2 separate regions of the Hordeum vulgare genome follow, and region 1 is linked to region 2. Evidence: chromatin contacts called from public Hi-C data. All regions are on one chromosome and are shown on one strand. Each heading gives the region's core, a stretch centred on a gene start, on an enhancer-like site or on the middle of the called end of the contact. The rest is flanking DNA. Distances are from core to core; before and after follow the strand shown. Region 1 holds the start of LOC123443738 (mitochondrial carrier protein CoAc1). Region 2 has its middle 27 kb from the start of LOC123439911.

Region 1 (7,452 bases), core at 2,853-5,352, 570 kb after region 2:
TCTTCTGAATGTGTTCAAGGAAGAATGAGTTGGCTCATTTAGAATTGTAAGGTGAGAGTTCCTTAAATTAATTTCCCTTATGGCACATGTGGTGCACATAAAATCTGATGATTTGGGAAATTTTGCAACTTGTTAAGTTGTGACCAATAGAATTGTCAATAATTTTCTAAACAACCCCAAACCTCGATTGTAAGGCTTAAAACCAAATATTTTGTAAGATTTAGAAAATTATTGTGTACGCAACAAAACTGAGTATGAATTGATTCATACATGCAAAAATTATCAAATATAATGTCCAAGAAATAGGATATTGGACATTTATACTACATGTAGTAGTACGGCTATAGGCAAACAATATTTTGTGAATAATCGGGATATTACATGAGGTCTCCCATATTACGGAAAAATGAGTTATGCAAACATATCATAGGCACAAACGAATTGATCATTCTTTTATTGCACTATATTTTTGGTTCTCCTTCTGATGAAGATTCGAGAACATCATTTACCAGAATAGTTTCTGGTGTATGTTTGCAAATTTTCAAATACCACAATGAACTTATTTGCCTTTTAATAAACTCATGGTGTGGTTTGACCATATGTTTGAGGGTTTGGTAATCATAGGTACGATATTCATGTAACCACACATTTGACAAACTTGAGAGTTGTCTTTGTAATCTTTTTAAAATGATCAATTACTAATTAAAAGGTAATTATGGCATTGGTTGTCTTTATCCTCCACTTTACTTTGAATGCCTCATTGTTCTATTTTGTGACCACTGACATGCATGGTATTCTCAATGCTAGCAAATATTTGAAGCACCCGTTGGGTGAATATGATGAGTTTAAGAAATAACATGTTTCTTTACCATGAAAATGGTAATACCATCATAAGGAGATGTAAAGTGTATCAAGGGCTTTTCGACCTGATCTGCATATGAAAATGTCAGATCATGAGATCTCAACTTCAAGTTTATTTTATAATTACCAAAATTGTAAGTTGCGATAGACTTGAGGTCTTGAAAAATTATTGGGTGATCATTCCAAATGTGCTCGGGGCAGCATGTTTCTCTTAAGGGAAATATTCAAGGTGAATAAATATTCATCCATTATGTACTTAGTTTGAGAACTAAGTGAAGTTGGTGAGAGATGAAATACATATGATCATACTTAGCTATTAAGAGAATAGCCATGACACATATTCCGAAGGTGAGGTTATAGTAGCAATAATACCTCGGGTGGATACAACGACCGATGTCGTAAATCATCTTACAATAAATAATCTCACCTAACATGTACTTACTGTATTTGGAAATGTGAGCCATGCGTTACTTGAAAATGCTAATGCATTTATTTAATTTACTTCTAGGAGTAAGTGGCATCTATAAATAAATGATTTGTTTGAGAACAATCATGGTCAAGGTGATCCTTGGTGAACTTGGGTGTATCCTTCAATATAACACATGTGATTAAATTATTGCTAATGTTTTGGACTTCATTCTTGAGGAAGTGTGTGACTTTAGAGTCACTGCCAAAACGTATAGACTTGCATGCTTAACACTGGTTAGTCACTATGAAATTATAACCACGATGTCCTGTGGACCTTGCAAAAGTGTTGAGACACTTAATCATTGTCATAAATTATGTGGTCCATCATGATGGATGGACGACACTATAATTAGAAATATTGTCGTAGGCTTCATTGCTATGTATTTTACCAATGTAATAGAAGGTAATCACAAGTAAATGCAGATATTTATGTAGTTCCCTATGACATATTCAAGCAAAAAGAGGCTTGAATAATTGATATTGGTAGATAATACCATTCAACATGCAATAATCATGCATGAATTTGCTATGATAATAAATCATTTTAGTGAACAACAACAATTGCTTCAGAGGAGCAAATTTTAGTACGGCTGATGACATATAGCCATATGTGTAGACCTCAATTTATATAGGATAACACTTTAAAGATAATCACCAATATGGTATAGATCTCGCAGTAATAGAAAACATAGTCTGACTATTGTCAGTAGATGTTTATAATTCTATTACCTTATGTTATGCTAAATGTATGAAATCACTTTGAAGGCAATCATTTGTCAAAGTGACATGATGTAGACCTTGCAGTAATAGTGGATAGTCTGTAATTTTTTTTACAGTAGATGCCAATATTACCTTATGATATCTAGAGGTAGTCACATATTAATATTTGGAAGGGCACTTTGAAGGTAATCATCTTGTAAAACACAAGATGTAGACCTCATAGTAGTGATGAATAATCTACGAATTGTGCAGTAGATGTCATCAGTACCTTGTAATTCACAAATAAATGTATGTAGTCATATTGAGTATGACATTTTATAATTCTTATTAGAAATTTATTATGATTTGCAAGAAAATTTATTTCTATTGCAAAATCGTAGTGGTTGTCACAAATTGCATGCAATGCTAGAGAGTAGAGACAAAAGATGTCTTAAATTTTGAAGGAATATGATCTGGAATATAGGCAAAACATTCTTTTGCAACAGTATTACTGCGGTAATACATATACTTGTAAAAGTTAATTTACATACTTACGCAAAGTATATGAAGACATGAGGTCTTCAAATGGCAATTTTACCCGTTGCAAAATAACATATAACTATGTTATATGTAATTTATGATGAACTAAGGTTCTCCCACATCTAAATTGTACTAGTAGATTCACTAATTTGCTAGAGTGGTGATGTATACGAGCTACTCCATATTATATGCAAATAGTGCATAGTGTGGTGGCGGCCAGAACTTGAGTGCACATGGGCCTAACTGGTACTACTCCCACGTACACGTAACACAAGTCACGACCACATCCTGTGATGCCGAACGGATAAGGACGGAACAAAGCGACCACGTCTCGATCCCCAACTTCAACTGCACAAGCGAACGCTCCCATGGTTGAACGGTGGAGTCAGCGCAGAGAGGTGCTCCCGCCGTGCTCTTTCTCGTTGTAGGAGGCGCCGGGAGGCGGGTTCTAAGCACGGCGCCATTGGGGAGGCTAAGGGAGGCGGGCTCCCATGTGTCTGCGCGGAAGCCGTGCGGGTGGGAGGCCATTGCCGCCGCAAATCAGTGCAGGATGCGACAAGCTTCGGGTGACGGCTTCGGTAGCCGCGCTGGTGACGAGAGGTCTCCGTCAGCTACCGTCGGGCGGTTCCGGACGGCGCGCCGGTGACGGGAGGCTGCCGTCGGGTGGCGCCGCGCTACTGCCAGGCCACGCGCTGAGGCAGCATGGCGCGTGTGTGCCTCCCGGCGCTGTCGTTCCGTGAGAAGCCAGGCCATTGGCGCTCACATGTGCGCCGTCGTTTCCCGGCGCTTGACGGCAGGCTTGCCAGCGGAACGCCGAGAGCCATGAGGCGACGGTGAGCGCCCGTGCAAGGCGTGGGCGGAGGAGGGGGCCGGCGTCGGGGTCTTCAGGCGCGGCGCAACGGCGTTGACATCGACAATCGCGTGGTTGGTGTAGCCGTCCGCGCCGGAGCCGAAGTTAAAGACGGTGGCCCCGGTCGGTGTGGACACGAAGGCGAGCGCGTCGCCTGCGCGAACCAGCACGCGAGTTGCATCCGGGGCGCTCGTCTCTATTGGAGGTAGCGGAGGCGCGGTGTCGGCGGCCGCGGTCGCACGACGCGGACATGGGCCGGCTGTCTGCGGCGGCGGCCTTCGTCACGAAGGAGTCGCACGAAGAGAGAAAGAAGCGCAGACATTTTATTTCTTACCATTTGTCTGTTCTTTCCCTCCTATTCGTCTAGTTCTTCTCGTTCCGGCAATTGCCGGCGATTTCTTGCTCTCAGTAGAGGCAGTGCTGATAACGTGTTAGAGTAAAACGAGATTGAATGAAAGTAATGGACGATCAATCCTCTTTCTATTGATTCTCAAGTATATATACATCTGGAAGAGGTGCGAAGAAGATGTGTCTGATCGGAGGCATCCCTTCAGAACAGGTGCCTCTTGGCAATAGACATAAAAAGAAGATACTTTTTTTTAATTAATCTACTAATTAATTTCTAACAGAGTGGAGCCTCCCGTTTTGCGCACGTGGGATGGAGTGTTCGCCGGTGGCCACGCAAGGCACCCTCTCCACTTGGAATTTCTTGGAGAACAGCTCATCATCCCCCCACCCTGACTGCAAGTCCGCGCCACGGGTTCGCCCGAATCGATCCAAGGAATCACTGCCTACCAGACCAATCCACCCGCACCTGCAGATCCTCTGCGATTGATGAGTATTCCTCCCCCAGCTTCTTGGTGGAGCGACTTGGATGCGAGGGAGCTCTGCCCGGAGCCTTCTCTCCCATCTCCCCGCCCCCCGTAAAGGCGCTGCCGCCTTTCGCCTCCCGCCGCCGGAGATAGGCCCCAGGATGGGCTAGGGACTCCTCCTGCACCCACCAGCGGCGGGCCGGAGCCTTTTCGGATCTGCCCGTCTCCTCTCGCTCTACTTGTCTTGTTGGACCCTAGCACACTACTATATCAAACTGTTGCCAATACTTACCCTGCCTAAAGCGGCCGATTGGCCACGCCAATGCTGTGTCCGGATCCTGCTTATGCCACAACTTTCTCCTCTTTAGTTTTTTTTTTTTTTTTTTGATAACCTGGGAGCGAGCTTCTAGTTTATCCCGGGTTATCATATTCTCCCGTTAATGCGAGTCCCGAGGAGACAGACTAAAGCTTGGATTTGTTCTTCCAATTTGGATAATCCTATTTCAAGGACATATTCTTGGCAACACTCTGCCCTGTAAAATATATTCTTTGCCCTGAATTGATTTTGTGTTAATGTTACTAATAGTGCCGAGGAGGGCAGATATTACATATTCCCACCTGCCCACCCACTTGGAAACATGGGTTCCTCCCAAGAATCCACATTTTCATCGGCCTCAACAGCCGCACAAGTGAATGCTTTGGACTTACTACCTGTCTATGCCAAGGAGCTTATCGCTGGTGGTGCAGCTGGTGCATTCGCAAAGACTGCCGTCGCGCCACTAGAGAGGGTAAAGATCTTATTGCAGGTATGGACTGCTTAATGCTTGTGCTGGTTGCATGGGTATTTAGCTCCTTTATTAACTTATATTAGGAAAATATGTCTTCTGTTGCTTTATAGACAAGAACCCAAGGGTTTCAATCCCTTGGGATTCTCCAATCCTTGAGGAAGCTGTGGAAATACGAGGGAATTCGAGGCTTCTACAAGTAAGTAAAGTGGAGAGAACGCCTTAAACTCTGACTGTTGAATTCGGCGTCTTGATTTTGTAAGTTTTACTGGTAAGTTCAGCATACTTATTTTGATATTTTATTGATCGTTCGTGCAGAGGAAACGGTGCGAGTGTGCTTCGGATTGTTCCGTATGCAGCATTGCATTACATGACATATGAGCAGTATAGGTGCTGGATACTGAATAATGCCCCATCAGTGGGTACAGGACCTGTGGTTGATCTCTTGGCAGGCTCAGCTGCTGGCGGAACTGCAGTTCTGTGTACCTATCCTTTAGATTTGGCTAGGACCAAGCTGGCATACCAGGTATGTACAACCGTGCTGATTAGTGCTTTTCTATTTTGTATATGTAATAAAGAGTCACCTTCAATGGAAGTGCTATTGGAATAGCTTCTTGATCGTCACATTGGCTCATGGTTATTCTTATTAATTTGCTTCACTAGGTTTCAAATGTAGTCCAACCTGCCAATTCATTGGGAAATTTTGGCCGCCAACCAGTATATAATGGTGTAAAGGATGTTTTTAAAACTGTTTACAAGGAAGGAGGTGTAAGATCTTTGTACCGTGGGATAGGTATGTCGAGGCTATCAACTTACGAAATCATGTCTCTTAGCCTACTCAATCGGTGTAACTTCAGCTAATGTTCCATACTTGCAAAGCTTTTATGTTGTAACAAGGGTGCTATAAAAAAGTTCAGGTGAATGCTTGGAATGCATATGCAAGTCTATATTTCATCCATATATGGTATCACTGATTAATACTGTCACACACTGTCATAGTGGTTTTACGTGACCCTAAAATCAATTGCGAGGACTCGATATATGAGAGTAGTGTATGATGGGCCAACACATCCTGAAAATATATTTGAAATTACTTACATTACTTTGCCCAACACTGATCGGTATTTGAAATTATGTACCACTTAGTGCTCCACATGTGAAAAATCATGTATGTAGATGTTATGTGATGCTCATCTGCGCCATGGCATTACACAGCATGACAATGCATGACAATGAAATTTCAATTATCTGCCAGGCCCAACCCTGATTGGTATTCTTCCATACGCTGGCCTGAAATTTTACATATATGAGGACCTAAAATCTCGTGTTCCCGAAGATTACAAGAGATCTGTTATATTGAAGCTCTCTTGTGGGGCTTTGGCTGGTCTTTTTGGACAAACCCTCACTTATCCACTGGATGTTGTCCGAAGGCAAATGCAGGTATAATTCACATTGTAGTCATGCTAATCTATGGGGTTGTAAGTTCGATTGCACTTCTGATTAGCTTCTGACCTGTCATGTGTTCAGGTTCAGAACAAGCAGCCCCAGAATGCAAATGACGCCTTCCGCATAAGAGGAACATTTCAGGGTCTCTTTCTTATCATTCGGTGCCAAGGGTGGAGACAACTGTTCGCTGGCTTGAGCCTTAATTATGTCAAGGTAATTGAGGATTAGAGATGGCAGATATTGTTTGCTCTCATTTTTTTTTGAATTATATATCTTAAATATGTAACTTGTCTAAAAATTGATCCATTTCAGGTCGTCCCTTCAGTTGCTATTGGTTTCACAACATATGACATGATGAAAAATTTGCTGGGAGTACCTCCACGCGAGAAAGCTCATCCATTGACTGGTAACAGCAACAAATGAAGCAACATCGACCTATTTGCGCATTTGGGTCTCATTTATAAGCTATGCTACATATGATGGTCTTAATAGTGACTTAACTGTTACATTTGTAAGAATGACAGCCCAGTTGAGCATTTGAGCTGCTCCAGACTTGGATTTGATTGTGTACTGATTGTGTGTGATGAATAATAGAATTGATATATCATTTTATTTGTGATTGTGTTGCATTGGCAATACAAAAATAAAATTTGTAAAAATGTACTCCCTCTGTACCTAAATACTCCCCAACTACAAGTATTTAGGTACAGAGGGAGTACTTGTAGTTGGGGAGAACTAGTCTAGTTCTCCCCAACTACAAGTATTTAGGTACAGAGGGAGTAGATTTGAGCTGCGTTGTTGGGGCATTCACATATCAGCTGTCCCATAAATTGTATTTGTGACAGAGGTCGGCAAAAATGAAATGGTGAACCCTGGCTACTTTAAGTTTATGAATCAGTTCCCTATAGCTTCATTTGGTTCAAATCTTTTCATTGGCATCGCAAGGATCACATGACGATCTTTCTCTATTTCGTTTCTTTCTTTCTACAGC
Region 2 (6,859 bases), core at 2,474-4,973:
TAAATTACCATTAAATTCTACAGAATAATTAGGAACACTCAAGAAGCAATGCCATTCAAATGAAGTCTGCACTTAACACCATGCAGCACCATAGGTACTAGTTAAGGTTGACTAGGTGACGACAGGTCCAAGCCATAATGTTCATGTACTTTGTGCGTATTCAGTTGTGTTTTATAGCCTTGCTAGTATTATGAAGATATGATGCATAGGAGTAGCATCATCTGTTTATTTTTCACCAACTGAGTATCACTCTTGTTACTACATTTGTTTTTCTCAAGATATGTTTTATAGTTAGAAAGGAGTTCCGAAATTGCCTACGGGCATGTTTGGTTTATAGTAAAAAGCGCCCCGCATTTTGATATTTATACAGATTCAGATTTTCCTCGTTATTAAGGAATAAAAATAAGAAGTTCAAATTTGAATAACGCACGGTCGAATATTTACTACAAAACTAGGATATTTCGATGCTAAAAGGAATAAACCAAGAAGTCCAAATTACAAAAATAGAGAAAGTCGATATTTATAAAAAACTCAGATTTTCCTTGTTACTAAAGAACAAAAATGAAGAAGTTCAAATTAAAATAATAGAGTAGTTCGATGTATAAGAAAAACTTCAATTATTTCCGTTTGTAGAAAAAATAAAACTATGAAGTTCAAATTTTAAAAAAATGTTTGATGCTTATTTAAAAACATACTTCGTTCCTAAGAATAAGACTAAGAAGTTTAAATTAAAATAACAAAGAAGTTCGAAGTATATATAAACACATATTTTTTTCTCGTTACTAAATAATCAAATGAAGAAGTTTAAACTAAAAATGGCTTAGAAGCTTTAGTGTGTTCAAAAGACGCTCTTAACCCATCATGATTTTGTAAAATAAAATGCTTTCCAATAGTTTTTTATTCGCATCATTTGCTAAAATTCGACGAGTTCTTCAAGAGTTAGGGGCAAAAAAATTATAGATAAGTTCAAATTGAAAACAACCGGAAGTCCAGGTACTACATGTGTGTGTTTTCATATGAGAAAAAAGAATAAAAAACAAAGTACGAGATTTTGTTGCTAGAAGGTCAAGTGATATGCCTTGAGAAGTTCAAAAATTCTTGCGAGAGAAGTTCACCTTATATTTCCATTGTTCAAAAAGCACAAAACATGTTGTTTTTGGCGTTTTCAAATAATTATCTCAATCCACAAAGAAGTTCAGTTATTATTTGGGAGCAATTCGATTTAAAAAAAAGAAAACTAAAAAATCAAACTATAAAAACAGAGAAAGTTCATGTACTACATGATGTGTGTTTAATGTGAGAAAGATGAATAAAAAGGCAAGGTCCAAAATTTTTGTTGCTATAAGTTCAAATCCTCGGTTGGAGAAAGTTAAAAAATTTATCGTGAGAGAAGTTTGTACAAAAGGAATATCATTTGTGTCACACCGACGAATGGGTGAGAAATTACAAACGAAAATACACGACAGAAATTCAGCGTGAAATCAGCGGAAAGTTCAACTAGTACACTCCATGAATGCGTGATGAAAATCTTTTAAACCGCCGCGAGTATGAAAAAAGGATCAACACGAAAAAGTTGCATGTTTTCAGCACCTCTTCATCGGTATATCACTTGCTCAATTCCAGTGAATGGATAGAGTGTTACGAGAAAAAAACAAACACGTGAATAATTGGGTGAAGTTTAGGTAGAAATGCCAAGAAGCTCAAGTTCTTTAGCGGTGCATTTTCAAAGAATTTGTTTCATGAAAAAGGCAGTACGCATGATCTGGATGTTTTCAAAACTGCTTGAAAACGACTAGTAATCAGAGGAAACTATCTACCTGAAAAAGTTTTGCATTTTCCGTAGCTTTTGAACGGTATATTATTTGTCCCATTCTGATAAAGTTTGTAAAAACTACGGTTGAAAAACGTTTTTAGCCATTTTGAAAACTTACTTAAAACCTTAAGGAATTGGGAAAAACAATCTACATATAAAAGTTTCGCATTTGTTCAAGCTTTCGAACGGCATATCATTTGCTCCATTTCGGGAAATCATTTAGAAATTAACGTGAAATACGAACTCGGTACAACTTCTACCGTTTTCTCAGTTACTTTTAAACCTTTCATAGTTGAAGGAACTTTTTGTATGAAATATTACGCATTTTCATCAGCTTTCCAATGCCATATCATATGCGTCGATCGGACTAGCCGTTTTCAAATTAACCCCAAAATACGAACCTGAGTGTTCGGTTTTAAGAAATTTCGCCATTTTTCAATTCCCTCTTTAATCGTATGGAATTTGGAAATACTTTCAATGTTTGAAATGATGGGATTTGCAGTAGCTATTCAACGCCATCTCATTTGCCTCATTCTGACAAATGGTTTAAAAATAGGATCGAAAATACGATTCACATTTTTTTGTATGAACAAAAACTATTTTCAAAAGTGCTCTTAAACCATGAATATTTTGACAAAAATTCAACCTAGGCTATTACGAGGGTGTCCATAGCTTTCAAATGGTATATCGCAAGCCCCATTTGGAGAATATTAACCTGGTGAGTGGACGAAGTGTTACGAGCAAATAACAATATGTAGAAAATAGTGTGAAGTTCAAGTGGACATGGCAAGAAGGACAAGGTCTTAACGCGATGCATTTTGAAAGGATGTGTTTCGCGAAAAAGGCATAACACATGATCTCGTTATTTTTTATACTGATTAAAACCGGTTAGGAATTACAGAAAACTATCTACATGAAGAAGTTTCACATTTTTCATAGCTTTTGAACGACATATTATTTGCCCCATTCCGATTAAGTTTGTAAGAACTACGGCCAAAAGCCATTTTTAAAACTGACATAAAAACGTAATCAATCCAATTTTTTTTGCATATACAAGTTACATATTTTCTCAAGCTTTCCAACGCTTTATCATTTGCTCCATTGCGAGACACCATTGAGAAATTAAAGCGAAAATACAAAGTCGGTACAACTTCTGCCGTTTTATAAATTCTTTTAAACCGTTAATAGTTGGAAGAAACTTTTCACAGGAAATACTATGCATTTTCATCAGCTTTCAAACGCAATACCATTTGCATCAATTGGGTTAGCCGTTTTCAAATTAATTCCAAAATACTAACCTGGCTGTTCGATTTCAAAAACTCGTTATTTTGCAAATTTCTTTTTAACCATAGGGAATTTGGAAAAACTTTCAACATATGAAATGAGGAGATTTGCAGCAACTCTTTAACACCATCTAATTTGCCTCATTTTGACAAACGGTTTAGAAATAGGATCAACAATACGATTCACGTTTTTGTATGAACAAACACGATTTTCAAAACTGCTCTGAAACCGTGAACATTTTGGCAAAAATTCAACCAAGGCTGTTACCAGGGTGTCCATAGATTTCAAATGATATATCGCAAGTTCCATTTGGACACTTTTAGCGGAAGTTCAACCGAGCATCTAGGGAAGTTCAATTGCTATCGCTGGAACGAGTCAACCCGGGATCAGAATAATGTATATATATATATATATATATAGACACACAGGGTCGGTCTATTCTGATAACACTGTTAAGAGTCTTATTGTGCTAACAAAAATCTCTTATTCTCCTAAGAGTTTCGCACCGCCTAGAACCAAACAAAAACCCACATGAAAACACCTGGACGAACTGCCACACCCCCACCACTCCCACCTCCCTCGTCCTCATCCACCCATTTACCCTGATCCCCTCCCACCTTCTTTCTCCACGCCCCCGAGCCCCGACCACTCCACCATCTTCATCCACGCCTATCACAGTAGAGGATCTGTCCTGGTAACCACCACCGCTGCTCCCACCATCTTCAATGTCGCTGGTGCCACCCACCCTAGCCACCATCTCCGGCACGACGAGGCCCACCCGAGCCGCCACCCCAAAATCCCCAACTTCTCCACCGCGACAAACCCACCCGAGACGCCTCCCCACCTTCCTCCGGCAGCGCGCCATGACCACCCAACACCAGCAACCTCCCACTACTCCAACCCCGGCTTCCTCACAGCGCACCACCGCTTCGCCAGCCGCCCCCTTCACCTCCTTCCCCGCACTAGCGCTCGGCCAGCATACCGGCAAGCAGATCCACACCACGACTATGACTCCGCGCCGGATACACCAAAATCCAGGGGTCCCCATCGGCCCTTTACTTCCCTACGGCAGCGGCGGCGCAGCTCACCACCTCCCACCCCGTGGCGGCGCAGCTCACCACCGGTCACATACACACCTGCCGCACCAATGAATCCCGCCGCTCCGGACCAACCTCTTCCTGATGCTTCCCCGTCCGTAAAATCACCCGTGGTGACGGATCCGAGCTCCGCTGCACCTATGCCTTCCCTAGCATCCGTATTCCCTCGGGCGCTGGCCAGCGCCACGCCATGCCATTCTCATCTAGCCAACGGTAGCGATGCAGTGCAGTTCACCAAGCTTTGCCCCCCTTCCGCCCAATTTGGAGCTCGCTCGCGATCTGGTCACTCTCTGCGCAACCCTCGTGGTGCAGTGCAGTTCGATAGGTGGTGGAAAGTGTAGCCCCCTTCATCCTTATGAGCATATGTGCTCCAGACGATGTGTTTACTGCATGTGCATGCACCATCCCTGGTACTGCAGTTCGGTATGAATCCCTAACCCCCGTCCTCCTCCTATTCTCTCTCTCTCTCTCTCTCTGACGTTTGTCTCGTTTTATCTCCTACTGCAGTGCACGCCATCGGTGATAGTAGTCCGTGCGTGTCATCTTCTCTCGTCCAAGATCCAGGCACACAAAAGGGTGTAGAATAGGAGGAGGATTCATGAATTAACGGGGCAGGTCCAGTTCGGCCAAACAACCTCTATAGATCGGTGGTTGAGTGCGTGCATGCTTTCAGTCTAGTGCTGCAGTTTATGGATGCGGTCGCGGTGTGCAGTTTGTTTAGAGTGAGGATGCGGTTCGTCCAGATCAAGCGTGTGCTTGAAATTTTATGAACGCATTTTTATGTGTCTCCTGTGTGATGTTAATTTTATGTGTTTTGCATTTTCATGAGTGTGGCTATGTAAAACAATCATATAGATGTGTATGTTTTGAAGCTCATTTTGTTCTTTCATGAAGGTTGCTATAAAACTCCTTTGTGCTCTACTGGTTGAATGAGAGAATAAAACATCTCAAAGAAAGAAGTTCGCTTCTCATTAGATGAAGTTCACTCTCTCAGTCCCTACGGTGCACTTGCCCGGTCTACGCGTGTAACAGAACAAGTTTTTAAAAACGACAACAAAAACACATGTGGTTCATTTCTCGATAGCGACGTGGTTCACTTATGTTCGATGTGAAGTGCACTCCACTTCCTCATATTAAAAATTCATGTCTGCCAAAATAAACAATGAAGTTTTCTTCCTGTTCGATGTAGTGCGGTCTTCAGTCTGGTGCAGATCGTTCTTCTCTCTCATGCGGTTCACGCGTCGATTTTGATGTCATGAAAAACTCAGTGTCTAACAAAAGAAAACCATGCAGTGCAGTTGCCCGTCCGATGTAGTGTGGCTTCCCGTCAAAAAGCAGTGCGCTCTTCTATCCGATGCGGTTCATGCGTTGAATTGGGTGTTGCGAAAAAATAGAGTGTCCGCATTTCGGTAATTTCAAAACTTCTCTTAAACCATAAGGAATTAGAGAAAGTGTTCTACATGTAAAAGATGCGCCTCGTCAATGCCTTTCCAAAGCCAAATTCTTTTCTTCGTTCCAACGAGCGGTTTGGAAAAGTTTATGAAAATATGCTCGCTGCAACTCATAGGCACCCACACCATTTTCCAAAATTCATTTAAAACCGCGAGGAATCTCAACAAATGACCAATGTATCAAAAGCGCACCTATTCCACAGCTTTTCAACGCTGTATAATACACCTCTTTCCGACGAATGATTTAAAAACTATAGCTAAAAACATACAAAAAACATGAATGTTGAGAAAAACAGAATTCCGTGTTTTAGTAAATTTGAAATTACTCTCAAACTCTAAGGAATTAGAGAACGAAATATATATGAAAAAGACGCGCCTCGACGATAAATTTCAATCGCCATATTGTTTGCTTCATTCCGACAAGCGGTTTAGAAAAATCACGAAAGTATGGTCACTGCAGTCCGTCATGCGTCCACCATTGTTGAAATTGCTCTCAAACCACGAGGAATCGCGAAAAATGTTCAACAACATGGAGTTGGGGATTTTCCGTAGCAATCCAAAATTATATTATACGCTTCATTTCGACAAACGGGTTTAAAACTAGAGAGAAAACGGTGTGGAAAAAAAGTGTGCAGTTTTTTGTGCTCACATTGGAGTGCTTGTTTTTAAAGAGATGGAGTGCACTACCATTGAGCATGCAATTGGGAAGTGGTACCAGAATAACTATTGTGCTAATATTAATAAAGCTGACCTTCCATCACAGCGAGAAAAGAAGAAGCCGTGACTGCTATGAAAGAGCAGGCCTGGGACACGCCGGCAGTGATGAAAAGGCAAGGACTCCATCAGTTGCTCTTAGGAGATGTCATAAAAGCAACTGTAGCCTTTCCGGTAAACTTACCTTCCTAAATGATTGCCTAATATTTTACTCCTCAAATTTATATAAATTAAAGCATTCTCCACGTAACATATCTCCCAAATTCTTCACTCCTTAGAAGCTCAACTTTGCACAAATAGTCACTTCTAATTGAAAATAAATGTGATAACTTAGAGCTTACTTACATATGATGACACTACCATGTTAAACATAAAAATAGCTAACTTAAACTAACTACCACTTTATTGGATCTAAAACAAACTAGAAACATCAAATCCACGTCGAGTGAGAGGGCTATGAGCTTGTCGCGGAGTCGAGTTGTGCGAAGATTGTCTCTCCG

The links. A called contact is a pair of places that touch in the nucleus more often than the background predicts.
Region 1: a Hi-C map of seedling shows a contact between it and region 2, with 3 times the contacts expected there. The contact joins the promoter of LOC123443738 here to the enhancer-like site in region 2. A contact is called at or near these places in 3 of 6 Hi-C or Micro-C datasets (leaf and seedling) and 1 of 1 datasets of contacts at active chromatin or transcription factors (embryo).

Annotation. Positions count from the first base shown.
Region 1 is chr3H:322,816,638-322,824,089 of MorexV3_pseudomolecules_assembly, forward strand. LOC123443738 (mitochondrial carrier protein CoAc1) reads left to right here and starts at 4,103. Exons shown (of 7, transcript XM_045120255.1): 1 at 4,103-5,036; 2 at 5,129-5,214; 3 at 5,334-5,541; 4 at 5,679-5,808; 5 at 6,271-6,455; 6 at 6,543-6,674; 7 at 6,774-7,073. The coding sequence starts at 4,869. The coding sequence ends at 6,884.
Region 2 is chr3H:322,244,003-322,250,861 of MorexV3_pseudomolecules_assembly, forward strand. No RefSeq gene overlaps it. Among protein-coding and RNA genes, the nearest start is that of LOC123439911, 27 kb to the right of the region's middle. Within about 2 kb of position 3,724, at least 3 of the 3 cell types and tissues checked have open chromatin away from gene starts, as enhancers often do. A contact at or near this core is called in leaf and seedling, where this site is marked.